2 separate regions of the Mus musculus genome follow, and region 1 is linked to region 2. Evidence: chromatin contacts called from public Hi-C data. All regions are on one chromosome and are shown on one strand. Each heading gives the region's core, a stretch centred on a gene start, on an enhancer-like site or on the middle of the called end of the contact. The rest is flanking DNA. Distances are from core to core; before and after follow the strand shown. Region 1 holds the start of Trmt6 (tRNA methyltransferase 6). Region 2 has its middle 23 kb from the start of Chgb.

Evidence for each region. A called contact is a pair of places that touch in the nucleus more often than the background predicts.
Region 1: a Hi-C map of the N1E-115 cell line shows a contact between it and region 2, with 2.0 times the contacts expected there. The contact joins the promoter of Trmt6 here to the enhancer-like site in region 2. A contact is called at or near these places in 1 of 39 promoter capture datasets (macrophages), 1 of 484 Hi-C or Micro-C datasets (the N1E-115 cell line), 4 of 115 datasets of contacts at active chromatin or transcription factors (the 230-238 cell line and embryonic stem cells) and 3 of 9 other capture datasets (adipose tissue, liver and pancreatic islet).

Annotation. Positions count from the first base shown.
Region 1 is chr2:132,813,756-132,817,308 of GRCm38.p6, forward strand. It overlaps Trmt6 (tRNA methyltransferase 6), which reads right to left and starts at 2,299. Exons shown (of 11, transcript NM_175113.3): 1 at 2,049-2,299. The coding sequence starts at 2,179. Mcm8 (minichromosome maintenance 8 homologous recombination repair factor) reads left to right here and starts at 2,386. Exons shown (of 19, transcript NM_001291054.1): 1 at 2,386-2,710; 2 at 3,319-3,490. The coding sequence starts at 3,343.
Region 2 is chr2:132,756,595-132,760,170 of GRCm38.p6, forward strand. No RefSeq gene overlaps it. Among named protein-coding and RNA genes, the nearest start is that of Chgb, 23 kb to the right of the region's middle. Within about 2 kb of position 1,542, at least 16 of the 459 cell types and tissues checked have an H3K27ac peak or open chromatin away from gene starts, as enhancers often do. A contact at or near this core is called in the N1E-115 cell line, where this site is marked.

The DNA.
Region 1 (3,553 bases), core at 1,049-3,548, 58 kb after region 2:
TGAGACAAGGTGTGTCTATGTCTGTCTCTGTCTCTCTCTTATTTATTTATTATTTGTTTATTTATTTAATGTGTATGAGTAAGCTGTAGCTGTACAGATAGCTGTGAACCATCATGTGGTTGCTGGGAATTGAATTTAGGACCTTTGCTTGCTGCAATCCCGCTCACTCCAGCCCTGCTCGCTCTTGTCCAAAGATTTGTTATTATATCTAAGTACACTGTAGCTGTCTTCAGACACACCAGTAGAGGGTGTCAGATCTCATTACGGATGGTTGTGAGCCACCATGTGGTTGCTGGGACTTGAACTCAGGACCTTCGGAAGAGCAATCAATGCTCTTAACCACCGAGCCATCTCTCCAGCCCGGCAAGATCTCTCTTGTTCACTGTTATATATGTCAGGCAAGCAGTCTCAAACTTCTATAGAGTCTCCTGTGTGTGCCTCCATCCTGCTGTAAGAACGCTGGGATTACAGATATGTACCATAGCACCTCATGCTTATGTGGTTAAGAGCTCTACCCTTTGAGTCATCTCCCCTCATTCATCAAATGCCACTTGAACTACATGTCCTCTGGAGGTGCTCCTGACTCCTAATTCTTACTCTTTGCTGGATTTCCAGTAACTAACATCTATTTTGTACCTCTTATCCTCATCCTTGAATCATGTTGGTGTTAATGAAACACTTTACGCCTCTGCCAGCCTATCTTATGTGCAAAGGTGTGTGTGGTGGGGGCCTGGGGGGCAAGCATCCAAACTGACAGGCCGGAAAGTGTGGGAGGCGATCTGATAAATAATGAAGCTGCCTGTTTCCTGGGAACGATTAAGAGTGGCAGAGAGCCATGATCTCTTTGGTGATAGGGAGTCCGGCTTGGGATGCAGCTGGGTTCAGTGGGTCATTTTCTAAATAAAACAAAAAATTAGGATCGTGGCTTCCTAAGAACAGGGATAGTAAAAAGAGCTTACAGCTGACTCTTTAGGGAGCTGGAGAAATGACCCAGCACTCGAGAGCACTTACTGCTCTTCCACAGGATCTGACTTTGGTTCCCAGCACCCAAGTTGTGTGGTTCCCAATTGGCTGTAACGCCAACTCCAGGAAATACAAAGCATTTGGCCACTGAGCGCACAGGAATTCACATACTCAAGCCCACAAAAACACACACACACACACACACACACACACACACACCTTAAAACAATACTAGGTCGTTTTTTTGTTGGTTTTTTTTTTTTTTTTTGAGACTGGATTTCTCTGTGTAGCCCATCAAACAAACTAATTAACAAAAAGAGTACCTTTTAGAACTAAAGATACAGTATGTCTCCTTGGTAACAAAAAGGATCATCTAACAAAACACATTATAAAAAGGACATTCAAATGGTTGTATCAGAACATGAAGCAAGCTGAGTGTGGTGAAGCAAACCTGTAATCCCACCACTTGGGAGGCAGGAAAGTGTTTGCTTCAGCGGGCCATCAGCAAGCACCAGTATGTATACTGGGCTTAAGCTGGCCATGTACCTTGTAGTAAGTTCTCTTTTCTTACAGTAGACAGATTTTTCCCACTGGGATCCAGAGAATAAGACTGCCTACCTGCAAGCCATACTATGTGTAAGAGATCTTTCTTATCTCCCTTTTCTCTTACTGAGGAAGTTGGATTTATGAAGAAAGTGGGGAGCTGGGAAGAGAGTCAGACATAAGAGATACGAATGTGAAAGGTTGGATAAATTCTGTAAGACTAGTGAGGCTCTTCCCCCGCCCCCCAAGAATCCTCGGGAAAGCACCCTCCTGAGTGGGAGTATCAAGAATGGAATTCTTGGGAAGAGAATTTGGCGCAGAAGGTAGAATAGAAAGTTGGGGAATGAAAGGTAGAGGCGAGTACTGTACCCGTAAGCCAAGGATGCGGCAGGATCCCGGTGGGAAGGCCTCAGTGATAGGAAGACCTGAGTGGTAGCAATAAGGGCTGGGGAGCGGGATTCAAAGAGCCAAGAATGGGGCACAGGAGGGAGTGATTATCCGGGTGGTGGTGCGCGCTGCCCAAGGCCAGCAACCAGACTCACTTTCTCCGCTGGACTTGCACTGCTTTGAACACATCTTCTCGCTTCAGCACCACGAAGTCACCGTCATGGATGCAGTGGTCCCCGAGAGGCGGGGGCGGTGAGCTCGGCTGCTCCGCAGCTGATGCCTCCATGGAAGCCAGGTAAATTTCAACCTCCGTTTTTGCTCCAGCCGCTAGGAGCCCGGCACGACCAGGAGGGACCTGCGTCTCCGCCGGCACCGCCCCCACGTGCTGCACGCCGCTTCCGCTTTCCGGTCCGGACCTCGGGACGGCTTCCGGAAGCCTGGCGACTTCCGTCTCTCTGAACTCTTTGATTGGCTACACTTCATCCCGCCCCCTAGTCGCGTGGCTTCCTTAAGCAGAAGCGCGTCATAGACGCGCCAAAAAAGAACTTCAAGCGAGGTCCGAGTTTGCCTTCTGGGCTTGTGCTCGGCCTTCCCCGCCCTGCGTCTGGCGTTCTGGCGCGCAGTGACGCGGGCACCGGGCGGCTCCGGAGACGGAGTGTCCGCGGAGCCCTGCGTGAGAGTGTATACGGCTTACGGCTCTGTCGCAGGCTCCGGGGCTCCTGAAAGCAGGACGCGAGGAAGACGGGGAGTCAGGGATTGCGTACGACTTTTCTCAGGCTGCTTCCCTATGTAGATGTTGGAATCGCCACCGTTCTCAGTATGTTATCCTGTTGGATCGATGTGGAACGTAGTGTTGCGATGGAATGTCTCATCCTGAGGATCCTGAAGACTTGAGCTTTTATCACAGGGCTATCACAAGCAACCTTGATTATTATTAGTTTGCATACTTGCGAATCTTTTATTTATTAAAACCTCTTAGGGTTAGAACAGGTTCTCCTAATGAATTACAGCACAGCGTATGAATCTATCAATAGTTTGTATCTGTGGGATAGGAATTTTTAAGTGGAGTTACTTTCTTTTGGAACAGTTTTAGGACAGCCTGCCACAGAAAGTAATACAGCGAAGATTGGGCTATGTTATTTCCCTAGTATCGTACTGGTGAGGATTATTTTCAGCCAATACTGCCCAATATTAGTTCCACACAGAAAACCGGTTCAAGTTAACTCCTTGATTTCTCTCTTGGTGGTTTGTTGAAAACTGGTATTGAATAAATGTCTATGGTGTACCTTAATCATGATGGAGATTAAAAGAATTAACTATACAACACATAAGGTTTATACTGCAGCATGGAACTTTGCAAGCCTAAGTGCTGGTCTTAAACACAGTACATTAATCCCCCCCTTACTATGTTAATACATTTTTTAGGAGTGCTCTTGACTTGTGGAAGACATGAGTGGTGCTTATAGAGGCAGAGGTTTTGGACGAGGAAGATTCCAAAGCTGGAAAAGAGGAAGAGGTGGTGGGAACTTCTCAGGAAGGTGGAGAGAAAGAGAAAACAGAGTTGACCTGAATGAAGCTTCAGGAAAGCACGCTTCTGGTACGTGCACGCAGGGATCGATATGTTTTCTCTCGGGAAAGAGACAATTCAAGGGCCGGTAGA
Region 2 (3,576 bases), core at 292-2,791:
ACTGTCATCTGACCTCTACATGCTCCAGGCAGATATGTGGTGCATTTCTTTATCTATATAATTATATAGATATATACAGACAAATACTCATATACATAAAATACAATAACTAAATGTAAAAAAATTAATAATGAATTATCTAAGTATCTAATGCTGAGATCTGCACCTCAATTTGCATGCAAAATATAAATTCCTTATGGATTAACTACTGAAATGGGAAAACAGCACTACGAAAGTTACAGATGACACTATAGGTTGCTGTTTTGTAACTGGCGTGAGAAGCTCTTCCTAAAACAGAGAGCAGTGCCAACAAGAAAAGATCAATAGTCCTGACAACATAAAAGTTGAGGCATGGGCTTCCACTTTTAGCCTCCTCTCTTTTCTCTTTCTGTGTCAGGAGTACTCCTGCAAATACAGTGAACATTCCTAAAAGCCACAAGGCTTTCTTCAAGAAGTGTGGCAGGCAGCAGACCCACAAAGAGACACGGTATAAGAAGGGCAAGGACCAGTCATCTGTCGGGGAAAGTGGTGCTAGGACAGGAACCAGAGTCACTCCATGTTTCTGCAAAAAGGCTAAAGCCACAGAGAAGATAGCGTGAGGCTGGAGTGGGTTGAGCCCAGCTGCTGCTGCCAGAGACGCTGGCTATGAAACAGAGGCGAGCATTCCGAACTGGCAGGTGATGAAAGGATGCAGGTCACCACGTGATCCAGCTGTAAGCTGATTTTGCTATAAAGTCAGCAAAACCATGAGGATATAGTCACACACACACACACAAATTGAGGGACATAGTAAAAGAGAAGACAAAAAGAGTGTAAGGCCAGAAGGTATGGTGGACACCAAGAAAACCAGGCCTTCAATATCCTCATGACTGACGGACATAGGAACTCACAGAGAGTAAGGCAGCATGCATAACATCTATAGGAAGCTGCTCCAGTTGCGTCCTAGAGCTGAAGAGACACACGGCTCCATTCCTAACCCAGAAGTAATCTCCAACTGATAACCACTTACAATTGAAATTTTAATTTCTTCCACAGGAGTCTCACTGGGGAAACAAACTACTCTTAAGGCCAAACCACATGCCCAGCAGTAGAAGGCCAACAGGAAGCAAAGCAGCAGCGTCTTTGGAGGGCCCTTGTCTCATAATATTGTTCAGGGATTTTTTAAAAAAAAATTATCTTATTGTTTTTAATTTTTATTTTACTTATATATTAACTTTCTCCTCTCTTTTTACCCTCCAGGTCCTTTGCATATCTAGAATGGCTCCCAGTTTAGTGTTTTCATAGGACTCCTGGGTGTGTGAATGTGTGGGTCTCTGTTTCTTGAGCCGTTCTCTCTCTCAGAAGATAGGCTTGTGGACCAGGGCCCATCTGCTTGCATGAAGTGTGTTGGCCTCATTCTCTCTTTATCCTTAAATCCCTGGTTGCTGTGCATCACAGATAGTACTTTACCAAGAAGCCTCGAGGCATTCCAAGCAAATCTTTCTCCCTGCTGTCTCTGTGGGTGGTGCATTCGCAGAAGACACAAGACAGCATCCGTGCCCACTCCCTGCTTTTCTTCAGCCTTGGAGCCTACTGGCAGGTGCCTGGAACTCCCTGGGTTAGCTCATGAGACTGTAATTCTTGCATATTAAATTGTGAGAATCTTCCGGTTGCCTGCACAAGTCCCACTCCCCTCCCATGAGATCTTCAGTGCCTGCTGCAAGGCTCTAAAGGAGCTGTGGGAACATTTTGGTGTAAAATGTGCTGTTATTCCTGCAAGGATGCTATAGTGCCTGCCCCTCCCTCCCATCTAACATCCCCAGCCTACTATCTTTCCCCTTTCATATTCTGTCGTGGAGTTACAGGTCTATATATTAAAATAAGCAAACAAATAAATACCTGTGTACACAGCCAACCTACCAAGCTCTTCATTTAATCATAGTTTTCTCTGACCACCTCTTCTCTCTGCTTCCATTGTCTAAGTTTTCCAGTCTTTAAATTAGTGAACCATTGCTATGTCCCAGGCTTCATGAGACTTCTATCAATAGATGTTCAGTATATATGCATGCAAATAGTGCCTAAACTCTTCATAAACTATAGGATACCATGAAAGTGTTTCACACTTCCATATTCTCTTCTACCCAAGATATAGAGCCTACATATGAGAAAATTGCACACAACTGAAGGTACACAAACGAGTACAAAGCAAATGGAGAAATCTGACCAACATCATCTACAAATAGCAATATCCTAGCTGTGATACTATACTATAGCTTTGCATGACAACGTGGATAAGGTAAATGCTGTAAGAATTGCAGATATCTATGCAAGATATGCAGGATATATATCATTTCTCACAGCTGCGGATGATAATGCACTTAGAACAAAAATTTAAATTCCAGGTTAAAAAACTGAAGATGGTCAGAGTGGTGGCTCAGTAGGTAAAGCACTTGCCATGCAAGTCTGACTGTCTGAGTTTGAGCCCTGGAGTCCACATAAAGGTGAAAGGAGAGAACCTACTCCTTAAAGTCGCCCCTTGGTCCCTACACATGGCATAGCAGGAGTGCACCCGTACTAGTCCACATAAAGTAACAATAATACTACATAAGTGCAACTTAACAGTGAAGAGCCATGCATTAGGTAGCACTCACCAGCAATCGCAACACTCAGGAGTCTGAAGCAGGAAGGCAGAGAGTTCAACCTGGGCTACACAGACCCTATTTCAAAGGGAGTGGGGGGAGGGGCCCATATTCTGGAAGGATTGGCTAAGCAGCTGTTTGGTGACTACTCTTGTAGTTTTATTCGTCTGGCAGATCCACTAGTGCTGGACGCTTGGAGACGACCTTAGATGCAAGTCTACCCACTGGGGCCAGCTGTCGACCAGACAGACCATCATGCGGAGGGTGACTGGCAATTTCCAAGAGCATTCTCCACTCCCACTATACAAAACATTGTTTAAGACTCTACTTGCATCATATTTACCAATGCTTCATGAGCCAAAGTAAGGTACAGGGTCAAGTTCTGAGGCATTGTGACAAAGGACTATGCAAGAGAATGAATACAGAGACACAATTCATTGGAGGCCACTTTTGAAAGCACCTTTTATAAAGGATAGGAAGGACTTTTTCAAAACAAAACCCACAAATGCTTACATTTGCTTTTTTGTTTCAATGGCCACCACCTGTTTGGAATCTTTATCTGTCTAGGACCCGATCAGCTTCTCCCTGGCCCAGTTCTCTCATCTTCCTCCCTCCCTGTCGCCACTAACACACACAGGATCTTTCCAAATCACCCCCACAGAGGCCTCCCAAGTTCCTGAATGCCAACAAAATGAAGCATGACTCTAAGGCCAGGCTGGATCAAAGCCACTTACTCTCCTTTTCTATGCCTTTTGGACCTGAACCTCCAAAGCCATTGTGTTCCTTCTCCATCACCAGGGCTCTACCTAACTACTTAGCTCCAGTAGTCCTACATGGCAGGGCACCTTTCAGATCCTAGCTCATGCACATTCCTCCCTAGTAGAAAGAAAGCTTCCGATGGCCAGACCTCTGCCAGACATAGCAAAGGTTAATCAGGGCATGAGTTTTATACTCAGGT